2 separate regions of the Sus scrofa genome follow, and region 1 is linked to region 2. Evidence: chromatin contacts called from public Hi-C data. All regions are on one chromosome and are shown on one strand. The core of a region is the stretch at or near the end of the contact, and the rest is flanking DNA. Distances in the headings are between cores, read along the strand shown.

Evidence for each region. Hi-C and Micro-C count contacts between places; a contact is called where the count stands out from the background.
Region 1: a Hi-C map of skeletal muscle shows a contact between it and region 2, with 2.9 times the contacts expected there. The contact joins two enhancer-like sites. A contact is called at or near these places in 1 of 5 promoter capture datasets (fetal liver), 5 of 47 Hi-C or Micro-C datasets (embryonic fibroblasts, fetal skeletal muscle, retroperitoneal adipose tissue and 1 more) and 1 of 2 datasets of contacts at active chromatin or transcription factors (skeletal muscle).

What each region holds. Positions count from the first base shown.
Region 1 is chr2:114,976,141-114,981,723 of Sscrofa11.1, reverse strand. All of the region lies in intron 1 of LOC100626591 (a long non-coding RNA gene), which reads right to left. Among named protein-coding and RNA genes, the nearest start is that of MAN2A1, 300 kb to the right of the region's middle. Within about 2 kb of position 1,658, at least 4 of the 83 cell types and tissues checked have an H3K27ac peak or open chromatin away from gene starts, as enhancers often do. A contact at or near this core is called in skeletal muscle, where this site is marked.
Region 2 is chr2:114,684,009-114,690,427 of Sscrofa11.1, reverse strand. The region is part of intron 1 of MAN2A1 (alpha-mannosidase 2); the gene reads right to left. Among named protein-coding and RNA genes, the nearest start is that of MAN2A1, 11 kb to the right of the region's middle. Within about 2 kb of position 1,442, at least 8 of the 83 cell types and tissues checked have an H3K27ac peak or open chromatin away from gene starts, as enhancers often do. A contact at or near this core is called in skeletal muscle, where this site is marked.

The sequences.
Region 1 (5,583 bases), core at 409-2,908, 290 kb before region 2:
TGATGATGAAATGAGGCAGGAGTATTATTTAGGATCCTTACTGCTAGCTTCTTTCATGCAGAGGTGCAGATCAGGAGGCAAGAGAAATTTAGTACAACCAGCCAGAACAACTCTTCCCTCAGGGTAGTCATTAAGTCGGGTACAAAGTGAGGTGTTTTCGCTCTCATCCCAAGGGCTACCCTCACAGCAAAGGGGCAGTCACCTGGAAATCCAGCTCTTACCACCTCTATTTATTATGCTTATGTTATTTATTCTTCTAGGTCTCCTCTCTTGAGAAGACCCCCAACACACAAATAGTTGCCCCATCCTGCTCAAAGGAAGTCTTTTCACTGGGGACAAAAATTTTCACTCCATAGACAAAGCTTAAAAGACACTTTCCAGAGAAGGTAAGAGTTTTGGTTCAAATCTTTCAAGGTGGCTCCTCAACAAGCCTTCTCAGATTTCTCAAAGATCTCTTTTTACTCTGAAAGCCCTACCCTACAAAATCTCTTTGAATGGGAAGAGATTGCAAATAGGAAGAAGAGTGATTCAAGGTCACCGAGTGTCTTGGGAATAGGAGAAGAAGAGAAAGAAATGTTTGTCTGCAGCCTGACTGAGGAAGGACTCCTGACTTTCCAGAAGAAGCCCTCGAAGCAAATTACTGGTTTGGTTATTTCTAAGAATATCCTCCAAAAGAACAAGAAATATTCAGACAAGAGGCTTTTCACCTACCTGGCAAAATGTATGCCAAGACTATTATGATCACTGAAGGGGGAACAAAGGCATAAAAAAATCTGTTGCCAGGAAATCAAAGCAAGAGAAGAAAACAAACAACCCCCCCAGCCCCCCTAAAACTGCGTCACTTTAAATACGTGTTTAGCTTCACTGTATTTCAAATTGAGATTTCCAATACAGTTTTGTTCTCTTCTTGAAAGGGCTAATTATACTGATGTTTCCAAGAAACGTGTGACTGTTACAGTGGTTTTATTAGCCTGTTTTCCAGAAGGCTGGTGTGAACGAAAAGCAAGACCAGTTTCATTCAAGTAATATTTGGTTGTTTTATTTTCAAACTCTGAAAGTAAGAGCATTCATATTTATAGATCCCTGTGTACACATCGAGATGTGCAGAGAAGGAGCCAGTGTCTGCCTTTGGCTTTACTTCCAAGGAAACTAGAGGAATTACTCATGCACAAATAAGTACAAACAGCTATCTTTGCAATTGTATAGAAATACAGAGATTTCAAAAGGTATCAGTGTGCAAAGGCATGTATTTAACTGTTTATTAGATTTGTGAAATTGTGCTTTTGTGGTGATACAGACTCTTCAAGGAGTTGGAACAAAATAATGTTTCATTTAAATAGGTTGCAAACAACATTGACGGTCATATATTAGCATCAGAAAATCACTATAATAAAAAAACAAGGTTTTTCTCACTGGGGCTTGGCAATCAGAGCAGGCAAAGAAAATTCTACAAATGAGAACTCTTGAAGGGAAATCCCTGCTCCTCTTTCCCTGAATTTCTCAACTGTAGCTGGAGTGCTTCAAGTCATCTTAATTGTGGTGAGAGCCCAGAGGGGAGTGGTGTCATTTCCAAGAATGCGGTTGTGTTATTTAGGGACTTAGATGCTAATATCCTAGCTAGAATTATACCAGGACTGGAAAAGACAGCCTGAGGACACTGGGCCCTAGTATCTTCACAGCTCACCCCACTTAGCTGCCACGGGAGAAAACCTCTCTTCCCAGAGGATCTCAAAGGTACGAGTACCCAAACTCGAATTAGAACTAAGTACTGAGAGACTCCGGGGGGTTAAGGGGTGGGAATGGGGAAGGGATTGTTGGCAGTGTACAATGCCCTAAAATGTTACATCCCATATCTGCCTGGTCCATTTTCAAGTGTGGATGCTCATTTAGAAAAGTACCTTCCTAATAATCGCAATTGTTGGTTGCTGGTTGAGAGAACAGAAGAGATCAGCAGCCATGAGGACAGGAAAGATCAGGCAGCCACCAAGGGGAGAAAAACATGAGGGTGAATTGGATTTAAGCAACTGTGCACTGTTGGGCCCATACACTGAAATGGCCCAGCTCTTTCAGGTTATACGACTGTTTACTCTGAGGTACTTGGTTCATCTGAGGTTAAGGCAGTTTTTGGAAATAAGGAGGACTTGTGTTGTTTGCCATCCCAGTAATCATTCTTCTTTTCTCAGTTTTCCTTTGGGAGCAATGTGTCTTACACTCAAAATCACTCTAAGAGGTGCTGAGAACTAGCTACGCTGCATCTCCGGGATTGGGCTCGTGGACCATTCTTGGCCATGCAGAGCATTAGGGCCCCTTGGCTACAATACTTGGTTCAAAAATATGCACACACAGCACACAACGGACCAATAAGAGCATGACAATGAGTTGTCTTTATACCACAATTAGGAGGAAAGATCTTTCCCTGGGAAGGCAGCAGGAGTTGCTAAGCTAAGGAGATATGCATTAGCAGATCTGGATACAAGGAAGACCCAAGCTAGATAAATTCTTAATCTGCTTGAATAGTTTTCTGCCACTTGTGACCTACAGAGTAATTAACACAGTAAAGGAACTAGGATGTCCAAACCTGATAAAGGTTGGGGAATGGGAGAACAGAGCTCTCTTATTCAAAGTCAGGGCCCTCAAGATCTTATTCTCACTCTACTACTAATTGTGTGATTATGAGTGAGTCATAGCATCATTTGTGAAATTAAAAAGAACTGGAAAGTGTAAGTTCTAAAATTTTTTGAAAAATCCTATTTTCACATCAAATCTTAACCAAGTCCCATTATCTGAAATAAATCATAATAACAACAGTAAGGGTTCAAGAAGCATATTCTCTGCAGACATCTCAGTTCTAAATGTTTCATGTGTATTTCACACATCTTAATTCTCACTAAATCTTATGAGCCAGGTCTGGTTATAAATTTCATTTTGCAGACAAAGAAACTAAAGAAAAGAGAGATTAAGAAACTTGCCCAAGGGCATTTCTGTTGTGGCACAGCAGAAACAAATCCAATTAATATCCATGAGGACTCAGGTTCAATCCCTGGCCTCGCTCAGTGAGTCAGGGATCCTTGTTGCTGTGAGCTGTGGTGTAGATTGCAGATGTGGCTGGGATCTGGAGTTACTGTGGCTGTGGCATAGACTATCAGCTGTAGCTCCACTTTGACCCCTAGCCTGGGAACTTCCATATGCCTCAGGTGCAGCCCTAAATAGCAAAAAAAAAAAAAAAAAAAAAAAAAAAAAGAAAGAAAGAAGAGAAAAAAACAAACTTGCCCAAGCTCACACAGCCATACATGGTGGGTCTGGAACAGTATCTGGCTCTCAGGCGCTCTGCTTTTAACCAAAGCTTCTCCGGTTGAAGTGAAGTGGGCAAGCTAGAATCCCTTCCCTGAAATTTCACTTGGACATCCTAAGGTTCTGACGAGCTTGATAAGCACAAAATTCTTTGACAGCTAACATTTACTCCAGTTCCAAGGTTTGCATTCATATACACTCAAGAATATTGTGCCAAACATGTCGCAGTAAATCAGTCCTAAGACAATCTGGACATTTGAGGACACCGCTACAAAGCCCTAAAGGAAAATTCCCAGCAGTTCAGCCTCTACCCCATTTGGGGGCACTAGGAAATGTCAGGGCCAGTTGTTAGGAAAACCAGAAAATGGAGAATGTCTGACTTCTGTTGGTATTGTACCTTCTCCCTCAATCATTTCACCTCAGGTACCATACCAGCGAAGCTGCAGACAACTTGAGAAAATTGAAAACCAAAAGAAATATTTGGCCACCATTTCAGTAGACCATGTTCTCTGCAAGTGTCAGGCACTTACTTGGAGCTGTGTTCATTGCCCTTAAGGGCTTAGGGTGGAGGAATCGAGCCAACAGTTGGAATTATAGGAGCAGAGATGAGGAAACAGGAGCAAGGTAGAGATGCTCATTTGACAATAGGTTATTGTTAATGTCCTAGGCATCGTGAAATGCTTACCAAGTAACACGAGAAAAGAGTCAATGATCAGAATGCCAATATTTTAGCACTATTAAGAGGAAAAAGAATTAGGGCAGACACCTAAGAAGGTTTTTCAGAGAGGGAGAAATAAATATTTTCTGTTCCAATCTGGAGAGTTGAGTTCTTTTTATCTTATTCTTTTACCTCTTTCCTCATGGATAATATTTTTTTTTTTTTTTGGTCTTTTTAGGGCCGCACCCGTGGCATATGGAAGTTCCCAGGCTAGGGGTCAAATTGGAGCTTCAGCTGCCAGCCTATGCCATGGCTCACTACAATGTGGGATCTGAGCCTCATCTATGAACTTCACCACAGCTCGTGGCAACACCAGATCTGTAAGCCAGTGAGCAAGGCCAGCAATTGAACCTGCATTCTCATGGATGCTAGTCAGGCTCATTACTACTGAGCCACAATGGGAACTCCTACCTCTTTCCTGAACCCCTATTTTCATTCTGATCAACTGCCCAATAGGTGGTCACAATGTGTTTAATAAATGTTTGTATATCTGCCTATATTCTTATAAAATATATTGTCTTGGTTTACAAAAATGTGAGCTTCTATTTTATATAAACATTTTCACGATGAAATAATTTTTATTTTCTACTTTTGCCACTTAATATTTTCTTCTGGTGAGAACCAAATTGGTGGTTTCCTCCTATCCTATGGCATTCTATAGTTATACCTATCATATTTAAATTCTCCCTTCCTGTAATGATGTACACCCAGCTTCCCTCTATAAGTAGACATGCTTATTCCTGCTTCATATTACAGTATCTTATCTCCTTAAAGGTAATCATTACATGTATTTTAAATTGTTGATCTCTCTGTTCCACCCATTCTTCTTCCAATAGGTTGTTTTATCTCTCTCTTTTTTTTTTTTTTTCCTCACTATTTGATTACTTGGCCTGTGATTTTCTTCTACTGGAGGTATCAGCTATCTTGATTGGCAATATATTCATAGCCTGGGTTTTCAGTCCTCACTGTTTTCTGGATTTGATCCTGTGCCTGAGGACATCAATCCATTCCTCAGGCTCGAGCACTGCTCTTTTCTGAAAGCTTTTATCTTTCAGCAATAACTGCTTAGAGCTCAGAGTGTGAGGAGGTAAAAGAAGAAATGCCTGAAAGTGGGCCAGTAGACTTGCATCTATGGTTACCTGCTCCTAAGCCCACCCTTCTCCTAGGTTGCTCTTATTCCTTAGTCCCTTTTACTGACCAACTGGGGCTGGTGTTGTGATGTTTTCCTATCACATTATGGTGGGGGAAAACGCACCCGTTAGCTATTCCAGGCAATGTGACAGAAAACTGCACAATGAGATGCTTCCTGACTGTGTCACTTGTACTTTCATTTCCTATACTTTCTGTCACAAGCACACTCCCTCTTGCAGGCTTTCTTGTCATCATTTGCTTTCAATCTCAGGAATCTACTGGGTTGGGCTTGGAGCCTTCCAGGGAACTGTGTTAACTCTCCATCTTGTCAGGTCTAAGACACAACCAAGGACTGGATTTGTCTCCCCACTCAACTCTGAGTTCCTCTGATGGTTGGCACTGGGTCATCTTACATCCCAACTACCTACTCCAGGGTCAATGTC
Region 2 (6,419 bases), core at 193-2,692:
AAAAAGACCAAAAAAAAAAAAAAAAGTCCATGGAATGCATTTTCAAACTGCAACAATTCCCAGGTAAGTGGGGTCATGCTGTCATGTATTCATCTGAGCAAAGAATGCTGGTCTATGTTGTTAATCTGTCTTATATTTTTTGATATATGCTTGTCTTTGCACACAAGGGTCATTATGCAGAATCCATTTATACTACCTAAACTCATTCTCCATGAAGGAATGACATATATTGTATTTTAGGATCTGCTGATAAAAGTTCCATTGACACATTATAATTTTACACAAGTAATTTTGAGAAACACAATTTTAATGTAAAAAGAGAGTCACTGTCAATAATGGAAAAAGCAAATCAACCTAAACAGTGTTAGCCTATTAAAATAAATGCAATTGGCTTGTCTAAGATGGTTTTTCATACAGAAATAGTTCTGGGGAACCTCTGAAGGCAGGATTGTATTAAGTAGGTAATCAGCCTGCCTTCAATCTTATTTATACTAATCATTTCTGGAATAAGCCCCTCTCTTCCTTACTAACAAGAGAAAGGTGTTCAGGCAAGCCCCATCTGAATAATTATAAATTCTGAATTTTCTTACTTCTCTTTACAAGCACCAAATATTCTGAAGTTTTATAGATCCTTTCCTAGTGACTTAATAAAAATTGGGCTGAACCAACTCATTTACAAGGGCAAGATGGGATATTCTGTAAATACCACAGAAGCAACAAATGCAATAGCAAGGCACAGTGTAACATATAAGAATATAAAATAGCAAAATTCTAAATATTATACCATCAGCTACCAAAGATGAGTTAAAGATCCAAATTACTTAGGGGTATACAATTTTTCTTTCTTTTACACAATTACTGGTTTAAAAGAAGAAAAAAAAAAAAGTCACAGGAATATCTAATCAGCCACCAAAGCAAATGGGAGAGGTTCTTCTTTACTATAAACAAGAGGCAGTTTAGGGGTATTCTCAGAAACCTGTCTCATCTTCAGAACAACCTTGAACTTTGAGGGCCCTATTTAGAGTGTTGCCTTTTGGTCTTTTAATATCTCTTCCTCCCTTTCCCTTCTCTCCCCGCAACATACACACCACATGCAAGCACACACACACTCAGTAATCTATTTTTTGTTCTTATAACCTAGAAAAAATAACTTAGCCCTGTAATTTGGGTAAAAGATGAGATGGGCCTTTTTTAGTTTCTGAATGCTTCTTTGAAATTCTTCCCTATGATGGCCTTATCTTTTCTTAGGTATGCTGATCAATGAGCTGGTTTCTGACAATTTGAGTACAAGCTGCTTCATTTTATTAACATCTGCTACACAGTCATCTCAATCTAAGAAGCGTAACTCTTTGGCTGTAAGAAATGTTACTTGGCTCTCTGTGCTCCTCTCACAAAGCAAGGCCCTAAGTGAGCTCAGTCATTCTGGGCTGTGCCGATGATACCAGATCAGCATCTCTATTCCTAATTTCTCTGGCACTCCAGCCCACTTGGCTATTTCCACTCACATCCACCTCATCAAAAATGAAACTGAACTTGGCTTCCCAAACCAGCTTATCCTTCAAACTATGCCCTTCTGCAAATAGTACAAGCAGTCTCCAAACACCCCAAAGGGAAAACATGGATCAAATTTTTTGACTGAAGCCTCCCGTCATTACCCTTTATCAAATTTGTAAGAAAGCTCGGTTGCTTCTTTTTACAAAAATTTCTCTCCATTTTTCCTCTTGCTCTTGTTTCTAGCCAATTCAATACTGGTACAGGGATTTACTGCCTTATGTCTGTATTACCTCAAACAGATTCTCAGCTGCCTTCCTGCTTCTGAGTCTTCCTACACACTGCTACCAGAATAATCTAGATTGAATATTCTCTTAGTTTTCTTCCAGGTCTAAAATTTTCTATGAAACTAATTCTCCAACGCTGCTTTTCTCAAGCAGCTTCTTGACACATTCAATAACTTTGAATGGTTCAATACCATCGAACTCATAACTCCGCACACTGGCTCTCAGGGCACCTCACAATCTGATCTCAAACTACTTACTATGTTTTCCCAAATCCTCTTTACAAGATTATAAACCAAACCAGTCTCCTCACCTCTTCTCATGGTGCCAGGCTCCTTCATGACTCCAAGACTGTGGAAGCACTGTACTTCACACTAGGAGTGTTCTTTCTCCTTTCAAAATTCTACCCAATCAGAAAAGCCTAGCTTCACATAAAAGAATGAAATTAGAACACTTCCTAACACCATACACAAAACTAAACTCAAAACAAATTAAAGACCTAAATATAAGGCCAGATACTATAAAACTCTTAGAGGAAAACACAGGCCAAATATTCTCTGACATAAACCACAGCAACATCTTCTCAGATCCACCTCCTAGAGTAATGACAATAAAAACAAAAATAAACAAATGGGACCTAATGAAACTTACAAGTTTCTGCACAGTAAAGGAAACCCTAAACAACACAAAAAGACAACCCACTGAATGGGAGAAAATATTTGCAAATGAAACGACTGACAAGGGATTAATCTCCAAAATTTATAAACACCTCATACAGCTCAATATCAAAAAAACCAAACACCCCCATCACAAAATCGGCCGAAGATTGAAACAGACAATTCTCCAAAGGAGACATACAGATGACCAAGATGCACATGAAAAGATGTTCAATATCACTCATTATTAGAGAAATGCAAGTCAAAACCACTGCAATGCATCACCTTATACCAGCCAGAATGGCCATCATCAAAAAGTCTACAAACGATAAGTGCTGACGAGGGTGTGGAGAAAAGGGAACCCTATTACGCTGTTGGTGGGAATGTAAATTGTGCAACCACTGTGGAAAACTCTATGGAGATTCCTCAGAAAACTAAAAAGAGAATTAACATTTGATCTAGCAATATCACTCCTGGGCATCTATCCAGAGAAAACCATGACTCAAAAAGACACATGTACTACAATGTTCACTATATACAATAGCCAAGACATGGAAACAACCTAAACGCCCATCGACAGAGGAGTGGATAAAGAAGATATGGTACATACATACAACGGAATAACACCCAGTCATTAAAAGGAAAGAAATAACGGCATTTGCAGCAACCTGGATGGACCTACAAATTGTCATGCTAAGTCAGTCAGACAATGAGACACCAACATCAAATGCTATCACTTACATGTGGAATCTAAAAAAAGGACAGAACGAACTTCTTTGCAGAACAGATACTGACTCACAGACTTTGAAAAACATACAGTTTCCAAACGAGACAGGTGGGGGCGGGGTTTGGGATGGAAATGCTATAAAATATGGTTTTGATGATCACTGTACAACTATAAATGTAATAAAATTCATCCAATAATAAAAAAAAAAAAGAAAATCCAAGCTTCTGTCCCATGTTCTTTGGTCAATTTGAGCTAGACCATTACATGAACTTAGAATTCTCTTTAAGTCCTTTGCCCTCATATTAAAAATATATATAAAATCATGGGCTCTTGTTTTATTCTTAGTTCCTATATCCCCAGAATCTACAACAGTGCCTAGTACATAATAGGTACTTCATAAATCTCTGTTCATTGCTAATAACTAGCATTGATTGAGCATTTGCTATGTATCGGGCACTGTTCTAGCTTTTTAAAATTAACTCTTTCAAGAAATAATTAAGTAACAATTGTCTCTAATTGTCTCACAAATGGCAGTTGTGTCTCCTCAAATAACTAAGAAGCTCTATCAAAGCAACATATCTAGTATGTCTATCACAATTTCCATAGTACCTAACATGCAGTGAGTCATCGAATACATGCTGGTTGTAGTACAACAGAAATGTCACTGAATTATAGGCTAATAAGCATATTCCAATTATGTTATGACTAGTTATGGGACCTGGGGCAAAAACAGCTGAGGTTCTGTGTACATGTCCGTATCCTTATCTGAAAAATTACCTAACCTGGAAAGGCCCTCCAAACTCCAAAAATTCTGTCTGACTTTTTCATATTATGACTTTTAAAGGGGGTACTGATGACTGTTAAGAGAATGACTACCTTACTGGATTCTAAAAACACAAACTCAGGAAATTTTTTTTTTTTTTTTTGTCTTTTTAGGGCCACATCTGCAGCATATAGAGGCTCCCAGACTAGGGGTGGAATTGGAGCTACAGCTGTCAGCCACAGCCACAGCCACAGCCTTGCCAGATCCGAGCCACATCTGCAACCTACACCATAGCTCATGGCAACGCCAGATCCTTAACCCATTTGAGTGAGGCCAGGGATTGAGCCTGTGTCCTTATGGATGCTAGTCAGATTCGTTTCCACTGAGCCATAACAGGAACTCCAAATTCAGGATTTTCTACTGTAGAAAATAATTCTGAGAAGGATTCATACTCTTAGGCTTCCACCCTCTATGCTTCACAGGTAAAAATGTTATCATGAAGAAGAGTATCTATAAATTCCACAATCCTCCACACCTGTGCTAAAAGAAGAGAGTAAATGCTACAGAGTACTTCTGAGGTCCCAAAGTACAGCCTCACCCTGAAGAGGAAGAGCTTGCCATTACAAAAGAAAGTATCATCAGTCCTGGAAGAAACACGTTTAACTGAAAAAGAAAAACAGTAGCCAAAAAAAAAAAAAAAAAAATTTGCAAGTTCCCTAGTTCTCCAGACTCCTGATTTAGGACAATGGGGTTCACTGGTAGGATCAGGTCCCATTTGGGCTCTGCTCTCCCTTTGCAAAAAGCATTTAATTTCTCTGGATTTCTGAAGGTGACTACTTGCAAAGGAAGCCAATATGGAAATCCATTTAAGTACAAAAAAATGAACAAATGTAAATAATTAAAAAAAAAAACACTTAACACTGAAAGACAAACATCATATTATATCACCTATATGAGGAATCTAAAAAAAAAGGATACAAATGAACTTATCTGCAGAACAGAAACAGACTCACAGACTTTGAAAAACTTATGGTTATCAAAGGGGACAGGATGGGGGGGTGGGCGGGATGAATCAGGGGTTTAGGACTGGCATATGCACCCTGTGGTATATGGAATGATTGGCCAATGGGACCTGCTATACAGCACAGAGAACTCTACCCAGTAGTCTGTGATAATGTATGTGGGAAAAGAATCTGAAAGATAATGGATATGTGTATATGTATGACTGAGTCATTCTGTTGTACAGCAGTAAATATCACAACATGTAAATTAACTATACTTCAATAAAATTAAAAAAAAAAAAAACACTTAAACGTTGCACCACCACTCAGTGAGCTGCATTACACTCATTTTGTTCAGACTAAGTGTGCTGCACTTTGAGGATGACAATAAAACCTTTGAGGACACAAATACGATGGTGGCCGGTGCCACGAGGAATGATGAAAGTCACATATAATTGCTAAGAAGCATGAAGAAGAATCAAAATTAACAGGAATTAATGACTCCTGGATAAGAAGAGTATCTCAGCGCCCCTTCAGACATCCTGGTAGTTAGTTCTTTGCCTCCAAGCTGAGCAGCCCTCAGGGGCCCAGAGAGGTCTGCCAAATTCTAGCCTAAATCTATGCTCTACGAAGATACTTGAACCCATGTTCTCTTTCCACAGTACTAGGCAGTTAAATAGGCTCTAAATTTCACCATTCTGTGAATTTCAGCAAACCCAAGATACATAAAGTCACGGTTTGCAATTTCCAGACTGGATCAATTTTGCGTAGTTCATGTCTCAGAACCCCTCTGTCCCAGAGTGGTCTTGGAGTGCGAAATCTTCAGGTGATAGAAGGGAAAACAAATTCAACATCTCAAGCACATCCATGCTCTAGCCTAGAAGTTCCCTAAGGTGCTTGGGAATCTATGAAACACATAGATACCACGAGTTTCCAACTACACTCTCAAAACACTAAGTTTAGTTTGAGTAATGCTTATCTAATAACCAGCTTATGAGAATTTTGTTTGGTTTTAATTAACCTCTGCTTCAACAGATCTAACCATACTATTTGCCTCTAACATTAACAATAAAGTTTAAAACAGGGGTTGGCAAACTTTTTCTGCAAAGGGCCAGACAGTAAGTAGCTTGGGCTTTGTGAGCCACACCATTCCTTACGTAACTACTGAATTCTGCCCCTATAAAACAAAAGCAGCCAGAGACGATTCAACTTGCAGAGGAATAAGTGTGTCAATGTCATGAAATACTTCCCCATTTAAAAACGTAAGAGGGAGTTCCCATCATGACTCGGCAGAAATGAACCTGACTAGCATCCATGAGGACACAGGTTCGATCCCAGGCCTTGATCAGTGGGTTAAGGATCCAGCATTGCCATGGTGTAGGGTGCAGATGCGGCTCAGATCTGGCATTGTTGTGGATGTGATGCGGCTATCGCTCTGATTAGACCCATAGCTTGGGAATGTCCATATGCCGCGGGTGTGGCCCTAAGAAGACAAAA